Linked DNA regions of Sus scrofa: region 2 is linked to region 1. Evidence: chromatin contacts called from public HiChIP or PLAC-seq data. All regions are on one chromosome and are shown on one strand. The core of a region is the stretch at or near the end of the contact, and the rest is flanking DNA. Distances in the headings are between cores, read along the strand shown. Region 1 holds the start of RALGAPA2 (ral GTPase-activating protein subunit alpha-2). Region 2 holds the start of XRN2 (5'-3' exoribonuclease 2).

Evidence for each region. HiChIP or PLAC-seq counts read pairs in DNA pulled down with a chosen protein or histone mark.
Region 2: an H3K27ac HiChIP or PLAC-seq map of alveolar macrophages shows a contact between it and region 1. The contact joins the promoter of XRN2 here to the promoter of RALGAPA2 in region 1. A contact is called at or near these places in 1 of 5 promoter capture datasets (fetal skeletal muscle) and 2 of 2 datasets of contacts at active chromatin or transcription factors (alveolar macrophages and skeletal muscle).

What each region holds. Positions count from the first base shown.
Region 1 is chr17:28,675,026-28,681,818 of Sscrofa11.1, forward strand. It overlaps RALGAPA2 (ral GTPase-activating protein subunit alpha-2), which reads right to left and starts at 4,206. Exons shown (of 40, transcript XM_021078030.1): 1 at 3,970-4,206. The coding sequence starts at 4,075.
Region 2 is chr17:29,103,520-29,110,312 of Sscrofa11.1, forward strand. XRN2 (5'-3' exoribonuclease 2) reads left to right here and starts at 4,122. Exons shown (of 31, transcript XM_005672749.3): 1 at 4,122-4,311. The coding sequence starts at 4,237.

The sequences.
Region 1 (6,793 bases), core at 2,956-5,455:
TCTGACACTGGGGACACCCTCAGGACCAGGGTCCTAGCACCCTGTCCCCAGTGCCCAGCCTTTCACTCACTTTCCCCCACCGCACCCCCCCCCAGGCCTGGGAAGAGGCAGCCTGGCCTGTTTCCACCACCAGCCCCTCGGGAAGAAACACCCTGCCCCTCTCACTACATTCCCCAAGTCCAGCCCTGCCTGGTCCCGTGTGCAGCCACTGGGCACATCTGGTCACTGAGCACTGGAAATGCTGTGGCCTGAACTCAGGTGTACAATACACACTGGGTTTCAAAGACTTGGTATGAAAAAAAAAAAAAAAAAAAAGGAAAATGTTTCACATTTTATTTTCCTTACTTGTATAATAATACCTGTATACCTGTTAGATGTACAGATTAAATACACTATATTACTGAAATTAATTTCATCTGTTTCTTTTTACTCTTTTAGATGTGGCTACCAGAGAATTTCAAGTTACACCTGTGGCTCACATGTATCTCTATGGAACAGAGCTAGTCTAACCATTCTTTAGGGTTAGCTAGTCTAACCATCCTTCAAGACACCCCATCTTTGTGCCATTCTTAATTATCTTTTTTTTTTTTGAAGGCTGATACAGATCTATTTAATCAATTAGATTTTGATGGCCATTTAGAAAAAAGATTTTCTACTGAGACTTTTTTTTTTTTTTAAACAACACTCTAATATCTTGACTTTTTTTTTTTTTTCCCCACTGTACAGCAAGGGGGTCAGGTTATCCTTACATGTATACATTACAATTATATTTTTCCCCCACCCTTTCTTCTGTTGCAACATTAATTATCTTTTTCTCCTTTTGAAATTCTGTAACGGAGTCTATCACACGAGCCCCTCTCCCATTACGTAATACACCACGGGCTTACTAGCTTGTTACAGCCGTCCTTCCTGCCACATCAGTGTCATTTCTGTACCCTATTCACGGACTCACAGTAGGCACTCAACCTTTAATTAGACATGGAATCATTGCGGCAGCAACACACAGTACATTTCTTGCCCATTCCGTTGTGTTTTGCTCACTTATTTACTCTCCCAACGATGATTTCAACAGTCTAAGGAGAACTGGGAGTCAGATGACCTAACAGCTCTTTGTTCTTCCTCTAATTAACATAATACATACAGTACAGAACTATGTTAGGCTTGGCCCCCCATAAGCCCTGCCTGTGCCTCACCCCCCCCACACACACACCCCCAACACACACAGGAAACAAAGTTAACAGGCTGATCTACAATACACAGTCAGGTGAAAGTAGCCAAGCAAGTTCTAACTAGAGTCATCACCCTGACACGAAGAAATACTCTACTTTTCACAGCTAATTATGTGTTTCTCAGCCAGGTGTCATAAATGCAGACTAATTTTTATGAAGAGGGAACAAATCCATCACAATCAGTAAAATAAGAAAGGAGAGGGGACCACCTATCAAACATGCTTGTCCTATCCTATTAATGACAGGAGACAAGCAATGGGAGAGGAAGTGTTAAATGCCTACTCCAAGCCGATGTAGTTTGCACATCACACCCCCAACAACCTTTACAAGGCAGCCGTCACCACATTCATTTTACAGAGTAAAGAAACAGGTTCAAAGACAGGCTGAGTAACTTGCCCAAAGTCATGCAGCTGCAGGCTACAAATCCAGGTCAGTGGTATCAACTTGGTATGTAAAAAACAACATTATCACTTGAAAATATGTGAAAAGCAAGACTATTATGTAAATATACAAATAAAAACACAGTAATAATTTTTTTCATTTCCTTCAAATAGTTTCTTGATCTCAGCTAAATTCTATCTTTCCGATCCAAAGGCCTCTTTTTCTAAGTAGACGTTTCCTTTTTGTAGCAAATAAATAGGGGATGTGACATGACAGAAGTCGTACACTGATGCACTATTTTTCTTTAAAGTCTTTAAACCACAGTTGTAAGTGAACATTTACATGAAGCATTTTGGCTGGAACTCAGACAATTTATAAAAATCTAGCCCCACGGATAAAGATTACAGTAATAAACAAAATAAACTGGGCCATTCCACAAGCACATGCATCAAAAAAGAAAAACATACATATACATAAGGAAATTTCAAGGAGCTCCTCCACTGCTACAAAACTGAGGTCAAGTGGCTCAACGAAAGGACCAAAGAAAGTTCCTCAAAATAAGATACACACCTTGAAGTGAAACTACAGAGCCTAGAAAACTAAATGCTTTCTCAGAAAGGTAACAATGTCCTAAGAGACCCAACTGATCTAGGTTTTTTGTTTTTGGTTTTTTTTGTCTTTTTCCAAGGCCACACCAGCGGCATAAGGAGGTTCCCAGGCTAGGGGTCGAATCAGAGCTGTAGCTACCAGCCTACACCACAGCCACAGTGACCCACACCACAGCTCAAAGCAATGCAGGATCCTTAACCCACTGAGCGAGACCAGGGATCGAAGCCGCAACCTCATGGTTCTTAGTGGATTCGTTAACCACTGAGCCATGAAGGGAACTCCCAACTGATCTAGATTTAATTGATTCTGCCTTTTACAAATGTAGCCAATTTAATCCTGTAGACCTGGCCAGAACAAAAAGCTCCAGTTCTCTACCACAAAAAAAGGCCCCAAGTATCAAACACTTTACAATGATACTCCACTCTCCTTTATCAAAAATGCCCCTGCAGGAGGTGTTAAGCTGTCACCACTGGGAACTCCGCATAAAGCGAGCAGTGTGCTCCTAGTATTTCAGTACAGGAAGTAGAAAGTCCAGTTTACCAAGAACACAGCATTTCACTTTCCAAAGTCTTGAAAACTAATCCCTGTAACAGTGCCTAATTTACATTTCATTCCAAACTGAACAGGACAGTGGAATCTCAAGGAATCCAGGAATGTGAAAAACTTCACTTGGCAAAACCAGGTGTGTGTATTTTTCCCCCTTAGAAGTACTTCGCAGAGTATAAATAGAAATCACTTGCAACTTTTCATCTCATGAACAAGATCTTTTAAAAAAAATTCTCACATATAAAATGAATTCTTTTCTACCATATTCCCTCAAGTGACAGACACATTAAGACCGTGTGCCCTAAATCAGGTGATTTGTGCTCAATTTAAGAATAACAAAGATAACTAGAGGAAATATAAGGTATCCTTTTCTCAGCCCCCAAACACACAAGGACAAGTCCATCTGTAATGGCAAAGGTGTTTTCACCCTAAACAGAAGACTAAGGAGTTAAGAAAACAAACACAGAGCAAACCAGTTACAGATCACAGGCGGCTGGTGACAGGAAGCCTTGTGGACACTTCACACCCCCAGGGGTGAGCTTCCTCACAGGTCAAGTGCAGGCCCACCTGGGCTCTGCAGACCCTCCACCCAGCAAGCTCATAAAAACGGAAGAAGGCACATAACCATCGGTGTCATCCTGACAATAAAGGAGAAGCAGCCTCCTTGAACCCAGGAAAGTCACCCTCCCTCCAAGCTGACACGAGGACCCCCCCTTCACACGAAGGACACAAAGAAACTGAAGCATCCGGACCCATGGGAGGAGAGATGACACTTAAATCAAATGTATCCAGGGGCCACTTGGAGTCCCAGCCTATTTGGGGATCGAGCTCATAAGTAAAAATAAAATTAAAGTGCGGTGGCAGGGGGGAGGGAGTGACAGTTCAATTAAGCTGGGACCGCTTGGGGTCTCCGTCCACTTACGGTCTCGGTTTAAAAATTAGAAACTGGGAGGGAAGCTGACAGTCCAGGGTGTGCTCATGAGGACTACTGGGTCCGGTTCTGTGGGGAGGGGACCGTCCAAGCTATGCCCGGCCCCGGGGCCACCGTGAGAATCCGGGGTAAGTTACACTGGGGGGCACAAGCGAGCCCGAGGGCCGGGGTGCCCGCATTCCGGGGAACAATAAGATCTCTGGCGCCCCCGCCCCCCAGCTCCGACCCCCGACCCGCCTGCAAGTGCCCCGCCGGCCGCGCCGCGCGCCTCACCCAGCAGCGCCCGCAGGTGCTTCAGGCGGGTCAGCACGTCCTTCTTGGGGTCCAGCACCTTCTGGGTGGACTTTTTCACATCCCCGTGGCTCCTTCGGGAGAACATGCCGCCGCGGGAGCCCGGGCCCCGCCGGCGGGGCAGGAGGCGACTGCGCCGCGCGAGTCACCGCATAGGGTCGGGCCGGCGCGTGTCGCGCGGGCCGCTCGCCGCCTCCCGCCCGGCCGCCGCCGCCGCCGCCGCCGCCGCCGCTGCTGCCGCCGCCCGGGTTGTGGCTCCAGGAAGGAGGGGCGGGCTGGTCCGGCGAGGGGCGGGGCAGGAAGGCGGTGACTGCGCGGAACCCGCCGCCCCGCCCCCGCGGGAGGTGCGGGCCGGCCCCTCGGGCGCAGCGCACGCGAGCGTGATGGGGACTGCCTCGCCGGGGCTCACCAGGGCGCAGAGCCAGAGCCGCAAATCACAAAGAAGCTGGCCCCACGTTCACGCTGGACTACAGGTCCCGGGATGCGCTGCGACCGGGCCCTCCAATCAGGCTTGCGTGCCCTCAGCACTTTGGAGTCAGTGGGCGGGCTCTGAGCACGTCCTCCGCTTTCCTCCCCAGCCGTGGGCCGCAAGTGCTTCTGGGAGATGTAGTTCTCCTGAAGGCGTGGCGCTGAAACTCATTTCCAAGGTCTCCAGCGACTGGGCAGCATCTACCCGCTCCTTACCCCAGAAGGCCCAAGGCTTCTGTACCTACACTTTCTGGCCTGTGCACCAGCCCCAGTTCCCTTTAGTGCAGCGTGGACCACAGAAACATTTCAGCAAGATAAATTTAATTAAGGCTTTCAAAATGTGAACTATTCTAAGTTCTAGATTCACACCAGGGAGGGAGGGAGCAGGAAAGAGTGCAAATCCCTTTGATCATACCCAAATCGCAGCTCCAGTTTCACACTAAAATGAATGGCTCTGGAGTACGAAAGCACATGCCTAGGCTCTGGGAGAGGAGGCCAGCCACTCCCTTGGTTCCTGGGACCCATCCTCACTTGGGATATGTGGGTGCCTCTTTCGAAGGGCATCTCAACGTCTTACCTCTTGCTTTGTGGGAAGTGAACCTTAGTCTCCATGTTGTGCAAGGCCTCCTTGCAATACAGTAGCAGAACCAGAAATAGAACCTGAGGGACCTGACTCTCAGGCTGGTATGCTTTTTAAGGCCAGGCCCCTGTAACCTGGGGCAAGACTCTGAGATAGAAGATGGTCTGGAGATTTCTGACAAGAGATCTGTAGCGTTATTTACTGGCATCTGGAGCCTTTGATGCTCCAGATTTTAACAACATTTTAGCAAACACTTAAATTAGTTGTTTAAAATATGTGTTTTCCATCCAATTGGGATGACACAACTGTCTTTTTCTCATTCATCTGAACTGTAACTTGGGGGAAGACCTCAGTGTTTACACAGCTTTATACCCTCATCACTGAGCACAGTATCTGACTTGGAAGCACTCAGTAAAAATTCATTAAACCAAATGGGGGGTTCCTATTGTGACTCAGTGAGTTAAGAACCGGACATAGTGTCTCTGAGGATGTGGGTTTGATCACTGGCCTCACTCAGTGGGTTAAGGATCTGGCCTTGCTGTAAGCTGCGGAGTGGGTCACAGACACGGCTCACATCTGGCATTGCTGTGGCTGTGGCATAAGCTGGCAGTGGCAGCTCTGATTCAGCCCCTAGCCTGGGAACTTCAATAGGCCACAGGTGTGGCCCCAGAATGGAAAAAAAAAGTTAATTAATGAAATGGGACAAAAAGCTAAAATAACCCTACCTTTTTTGTTTTGTTTTTTTCTTTTTAGGGCCCAACCTGCATCCTATGGAACTTCCCGGGCTGAGGTCAAATCAGAGCTGCAACTATGACCTATACCACAGCCCCAGCAACACCGGATCCTTAACCCACTGAGCAAGGCCAGGGATCGAATCTGAATCCTCAAGGACCCTAGTCAGGTTCTTAACCACTGAGCCACAACAGGAACTCCCTATAATCCTACACATTAAACTAGTCATGCCAAAGATATCACTTTGTTGTTAGAGCCTCCCTCTATATTTGTCCAGTTGTCAAATAGCACTTATAGAACTGGGATGTATTCTTCCAAAGGAACATTACTCAGCAACCAAAAGGAATAGACCACCAATAAACACAATGATATGGGTGACCCAGAAATGGAAGCACCACAACATGCTGATGGCAGAACTGCCCTACCAGCCTCAGTCCCCAAATGACATCTCAATCAGGGCCACAAACCCTCCAAGAATGCCACAAGAGAGAAGTTACCTCCTCTCTTAAGTCAAGGCATTCTGAGTGTCTTTACTGCAGAAATTAAGCCTTAATCTGACTACACATAGTAATCATAATATTCACTGCATCATTCCTCTAGGAGAGGATACCTTTCATTGCATTGATGGAAAAAAATAGGATGGAAAAAATAGGATATTAGGAAATTCAACTTTTCTATCGCAAAGCAACCAGTCGTCATAGTCAAACATTTGTTGAGCACCTGCTGTGTTCAAGGCATGAGTCTAAACTCTAGAGATAATAAGTTGTATAAGATGCAGGCCCCTGACCTCCAAAGCTTCCAACTCGGTTGAGGGACAGAGCAACTGGATAAATGAAAAGAGAAACAATAGTGCTCAGTAAACACGTGACATGATCAAAACTTGGTAGAACCAGAAACAGGCATTCATGCATATAGATTCATCACATCCATCATAACAAGCCTTTTCTTGCTGATGAAAATGTAGAACTCTAAGTCTTCTCCAAAAAAGCAAGAAAACTAGGTTATTACTTTCAGCTTTTTCACCCA
Region 2 (6,793 bases), core at 2,872-5,371, 430 kb after region 1:
TCGTTCAATCCCTGGTCTCACTCAGTGGGTTAAGGATCCGGCATTGCCGTGAGCTGTGATGTAGGTCGCAGATGCAGCTCGGATCTGGTGTTGCTGTGGCTATGGTGTAGGGTGGCAGCTACAGCTCTGATTCGACCCCTAGCCTTGGAATTTTCATATGCCTTGGGTGCAGCCCTAAAAAGCCAAAAAAAAAAAAATAAATAAAAATACAGCTATGCCTTCTATTGTTGGCTACAAGTTCCTGAAGAGAGACCCACAGCTTGGATTTGCCCCACCAGTTCCTCTGCTAGAGCAGCCAGGCAGTTTTTGTGACTGTTCTTGATTCATATTGATTTTAAGGTCCTGTTAACAATTTGGTGTAAGGAAGAGGCAGCTGCAATCCTATTAAGATGGAACTTAAGGACTAAGTAGGGAGCTACTGCAGTTTGTGAACCTCTCACTGAGTCATCTCCACGTCTGCTTTAATTGACAGATCATAATTTCTAGCACAAAGCCAAGACCCTCTTCAGGCAATGTGTCCTTTCTGAGGGAAACCGAAATCAAGTCAATGTATTTCCCTTATGCTTTCCTATCACCATGATATTTTTTCCAAAGAGGAATTTCAGCCAGGGCAGTCACATTTGTATTCGAAGCCTGCCAACTCTGACCAGAAATCGGGTCTCTGCTTAAGACACACCTTGACAAGAGGATTAGATGTTCTAGTGAAAGGCAGATAAATGTCACTCATGTCACTATAAATAAAAGTCTGGGCCTGCTTATCAGCTTGTAGGGTTGAGGTCGTACCTTCAACACTTCTGAGTGCCTCATACTTTATTATCCTTTAAACGAGGTCTTTTCCATCGGGTTCCGCCATTTATACCCCCCGAGGGAATTATTACCCTTCAACTCCTTGAAACATGCCTTCTGTCAACTTCCTGTCTTTTGCTTTAGGAGACAATACAACCTGTGGCCTTAAACAGAAATCTGCCAGAATTTTCTCAAATGTCATATGGTGGAATGAAGTGTAGCAGGACCCTTTCACGGTGCTCGATTTAGGATGTCTTGTACCTGCTTTACAAGCAAGTCATGTTCTAGCAGGTTTGACTGTTTGAGGTTATGGGATTTGTCATCGAAATCCATGGAATAACAAGGATGGATTTAGATTTGTGCTTTTGGTCAAATCCTGTTCTTTGAAGCCAAACTACATGCAGCCAAAGCTTGCTAAAATGTCCATCTCAGCCTGTACTCCCTTCTACACATAGAGCATATTTTGAGGGATTCAAGGCCCACAAAATACCTTGCAAGAAAGGTTGGGGGGTGTGGTTAGAGAAATGGAGAGATGGGGCATGCAGAAAGGTGCTAAGATGGCCACAGAAACATAGTCTGCTTACCTCAATTTAACCCAGAGTTCCCAAAGTCATCTTACTACAGAACCCCTTTCTCACACACTTTGGGGTATGCTGCTCATTGTTTTACATCTTTGGTTAACATAAGATGTGAGCTTAGACTGAGAAAGTTTAGAGGGAGATAATTTTTCTGAATGTGTTCAGCAGTGTGTACATATTGAGGCCTTAAAAAAATGCCTCCTTCAATTATCTTCCTTTCTGGACTACCTTTCTGTATTTACATTTCTGAGCTGCATCCTGAAGTTCCATGAGGATAGGACTGCATAGGAACAAACATGTTTTGTGTGTTTGCTCACCACTGTCATATTCATTTGTGCCTGTGAATTACATTTGGTGATAATGATTGCACATTGTTTTTGGTTACAAGAAGCATTTGAGACAAGATCTGAATATATCAAAATCCTAGAAATTTGGGAGTTCCCATTGTGGCTCAGCAGTAACAAAACCTACTAGGTATCCATGAGGATGTGGGTTCAATCCCTGGCCTCACTCAGTGGGTTAGGTATCCTGCATTGATGTGGTGTAGGCTGGCAGCTACAGCTCCGATTTGACCCCTGGCGGGGGAATTTCCACATGTGGCAAGTGCAGCTATAGAGAGAAAAAAAAAGAGAGAACCAGGAGATACCCCTGCCCCTTCTGCCATATGGGATGACAGTGAAAAACATGATTGTCAGTGAGGAAGATGACCTTCCCCAGACCTTGAATCTGCCAACCTCTTGATCTTGGACTTCCCAAACTCCAGACTTGGAAGATATAAATTTCTCTTGTTTGTAAGCCACCCAGTCTGTGGTATTTTGTTACAGCAGCCCAAATATTATTTTCTCTAATTACAGTGATAATGGGGCTTTAAAACTAATTTATGAATGTATACATTCTGGCTTCTATGTATTTCATATTATTCTTCATATTAATGTTATCCAGTTATCAGCTGGGGGCAGTCCTTTGCCCAGAGTGTAGAAGTTCAAAGCTTGGTTCTGTATTCCTGCTAATTTCCAATGCTTATAAATTCTCCTCGCCCCCTCTTCCCTTTGAGCTCTGCTGTCTTGCTCAGCCCTGTGTTCTAGACCACAGTGGCCCCAACACGAGAATCGTCTTCTTTTTCAATTTCTACAACAAAAGAAACCCCACACCAAGTCTGAGTCTGGTAGACCTCACTGGAAACACTGTCTTGGGGAAAGTGTCACAACACTTAGTCCATATCCTCCCGTCACCCTTCAGGTTCCCCCAATCTCTACCTTTCGCCTTCCCCTTTTCTGAGTGCCCCAAATTCCATTTTTTTTTTTGGCACCTCTTTTATGCAAAGCAATTTTAGCACCCAGGTGAATTGGTTGTATATTCCCCAAATTTTGTTAGTGGTTTGTTTGGATTCTTTCCTTTGCAAGGGATAGGAACTTAGACCAAAAGAGCTTAGGGCAAAAGGAGAATTTATTGGCTCATGGAATTAAAGGACAGGTTTACCAACCAAATTGCACGAAGAGGATTTAGCTGTACTCAAAAACCACAGCAACCAGGGACTAAATCTGCTTCTTTTATTGCAGACTGTCAACAAGTCATTCTTATCTTTCACCTATCAACCATCTGGAAGGGGCTGCTTTGCCTTCCTCATGTCCTGAAGTTTCAAAAATACTGGGCAAGGACTCTCAAAGGCCCAACTTGCCCAGCTATCCACCCTTGTATCAGATGCCTACCGTCCTGTTAAGAACACAGCACCCCTCTCCCGCCCCCAGCCCCCCAGAACCAAATACTTGATGAGGAGGGCTGTTTCTAGACATGAGGGGGTTCACCACTGACATAATTCCCAACAATAGTTTTGGCTGTCTTTACGTACAATATGGGTGAATGATTTATCTCAATTCCACACCAGCAGTTTAAACAAAGTGGCAACAGACCACAGAGGAGGGGGCACTGAAATCCGCAGGCCAGGAAGCAGGAAGAAATGCTTTCATTGAGGCCTCTTAAGGTGAGCCTTGGGATTGAGCGTGATCTGTCAAGCCAAGAGGCGATTCCAGGGAGATGGACTTCCAGACTTGAGCATGAATACTTCCTCCTCCACCCCTCCCTTTTTATATACTGAAAAAAATGTATTGAAGCCATCAGAAAACAAGGGATAAAAGTATCCTGTTAGTGCAAGGACAGAGAATTAAATGAACTTTACTTGGACAGAAACACAAGCTGTGTGAATAAGCAAGTGACTTAACCCCATTAACAACCTGGCCCTCTCACCTGTGAGGTGAAGATAGTAAAAACACCCTCGGAAGGCTCAAGTGATGATCAAATGAGATAATCCCTTAGCCAGTGCTTTAGCACAATGTAAGCGCTCCAATAAATACTGGAGAGTGATCCCAGCAATTATTTTATACTCATAAATGTAGTTGGAAGGTTGAATTAGATGCTAAATGCTACATTACATTTTATAACTGTTTTTAAGAGCGTTATGCAAACCAGCCATCATTGGAGCGAAATATTTAAAAATACATATAGTTGATAGTCCAGATAGATACTGCGGCATAAAACCAGGAGAAATCAGGAAGAAAAAAATAACCAGTGCGTGTAGATGCTTAGATTCTACTGTGAACCGAGATGGGGGAGGAGACCAGACCGGGTGCCTGCGGGAAGCTGGGATTCCGCGGTAGGAAGCCTGCAGCCGGGAGCTCCGGGGCAGCGTCGCCCCCGGGTCCGGCTCGGCCCCGCCCCGTCGGAGCCTCCTTCCCAGCTTCCCCGGCGGCGTCGCCGTGACCTCACTTCCGGTCGCCGGACGCACGTGGGAGGAAGTGCCAGTGCCCGCGGCTGCTTGTCTCTTGGGTTACGTCCGTCCGCGGGCAGGGCCGCCACCTCCACCTGCGCCGCTGCTATGGGAGTCCCGGCTTTCTTTCGCTGGCTCAGCCGCAAGTACCCGTCCATCATTGTCAATTGCGTGGAAGAGAAGGTAAGGAGGCTCCAGGCTGCCGCCACGCCAGAACCCGGAGGCCCGGAGTGTCCAGGCCGCGGTCCTCGAGGCCCGCCGTCCGCCTCCAGGGCACTGTGCAGGGGCCCGCGCCCCTGTCTGCCCCCGACAGCTTCGGCCGGACGCGCGCTGGGCGCGGCAGCTCGGACTCTGGTCCCCGGGGCGGCCTTGCCAGGGTGAGGGCCGGGCGCCGGGTCTCGGGGAGAGTTGCTCCTCCCCTGTCCGCGGGTTCCTGGCCCGAAGGCCCCGCCCACGGCTTTGTTTCCTCCCGGCTCGGCAGTTGTCGGGTTTCGAAAGAGGCATAGTGGCTGTCGGTCCGCTGAGTTAGCTGGTTAGCGCTGCGCGGGTGCAGGTGCCAGCCTCTAAGCACCTTGTGAAGCAGTCCCGGGCGACGAGCTTTTTGTTGTCTCCTGACCCATCCTGAAAGGTTTTCTTCTGTGGGAGAGGCCATTTGTTGCTGTTGTCTGGTCATCCGGAGAGAAAAGCACTTCGGCAACGGCTAGGACGGAAGTCTCTCAGTGGTCCCTTGTCTAGGTGCCCAAGTGCTGGACAGCATACCTTTGACATTTTCAGAATTCCTGGGTGCACTTGAACAATATACTTTTTGCTGTTAGTTTGTTAGTGTCATGAAGACTTGACTTTTGTTTTTATCATTTCCGTGTTTCGGTCCAAGTGCGATTTTGTACTCTTAATTAGAATTTCCAGATTGGGGAGGTTCAGGGGCACATTATGTTCCCCATCCCTTCGTTTTTGGAGGAAGGACCCGTTAAACACTAGGAACTTTTGGCTTAGTCTAGTGAAACCTTGATTTTGACAAGTTCCTATCCTAGGAGGAAGCGAAATCCTTGCTCTGGTGACATAGCTACTACTCCCCGTGTTTTTCTCAAAGAAAAAACTGTTAAACTGAATGCTTATTTCCTTTGCTCTTATGTAGCTTTTATAAAACTTATATAAAACTTATACTTTAATAATAAATAAAATTTTATCAAACTTTAACTTTACTTGCACCTTAATCTATTTCTACTCTCTAGTGATAACCACTTCTATTTTTGGTTTTTCTCTAAATATCATGTTTATGTCTGATTTATTGGTCTTGGGTGTTTCTGTTAAATTCTAATTATGATAGAAGACGATGTAGTCACATATACAGCCTCTTCCCCGCCCCCTGTTCTCCTAATCATTTGTCTTTATTTCTTTCATTGGTAAACTTAAAGTTATAAAGTAATATTCCTTTATTTTTTTTTTAAATTCCATACCCTAAACAAAGTATCTCTTGACTCTTCACCTTCTGGGATTAGATATTAGTTTTTCTACCCCGGCTGCCCTTAGTCTTCATCTCAAGCTTGTCACCTGTTTTTGCTTTGTCCAAAATTAAGTTGTCAGGACTTGGGCTGTACAGATTTGTTTTAAAAGCAGAAAAATCAAATTGTACTGGTGATTATCATCACTGTGTCGATTCAGGTTATGTACTGTGATTCTGTTTCTTCTCTTGTGTTACTTTTCATCTTTTTCTGTGTGTTGCCTGTTTTCCACTATACATGGTTCCCCTTCCAGACTCTTATCAGCTACTCTTATCAAGTCCTCTTTCTAATTGGAGACTGCTTGAGGTTTTTATTTCTGTTGCTGTCATACCTGGTTATTTAGGCTTGCTGGAAAGCTGCTTCCTGAGATTTAAAAAAAAATATATGATTTGGAGGTACTTTTTTCTAATTATCCCTCCTGGCTTAAACCCTTCCTTGGTTTTTGTTCTTAATTGAATTCTTAAGAAGTGCTGTGTGGCATTTGAGTTTAGTAAGTTCATTCTACCCATGAATGATCATTAGCTAGGCAGAGTTTGAGTTTGAAAATTACTTTCCCTCAAAACTTTAAAAGCATTGTTCTTTTCACTTCTGTCATCCAGAATTGTTGATGAAAGTTGATTGTTAATGTGATTTATTATTTTTAGCTAACACTTAGTAGTATTTAACACGTACTAGGTACTTTGCAGACTAATGTATTAAATCCTTATAACAACCAGGAGTACTTCTCCTCCTCCACTTATTACCGATGAGAAATCTGCAGCACAGAGGGCCTAAGGAATGTGCTCAAGGTCACGTGGTTAATATGTGGCACAGCAGTGTCAAAACCAGGAAGCCCGTGCTCTTAACTTTTTTGCTTTCATTCTTCTGTAGTTCTGTTTTGCTTTCTAAAATTTTAAAAGATCTTTATCCTTGATGTTATAAACTTTCATGATGATGTACTTACATACAGGTATTTTTTGTTGTTGTTTTTAATTTCAGTTCATTTTGATCAGTACTTCGTTGACTCTGAGTCTGGAGACTTTTGTTCTTTATTCCAGGGAATACTCTTTGTTTTTTTTTTTTTTTTTTTTTTGTCTTTTTGCCATTTCTTGGGCCGTTCCCGTGGCATATGGAGGCTCCCGTGGCATAGGCTAGGGGTCTAATTGGAGCTGTAGCTGCCAGCC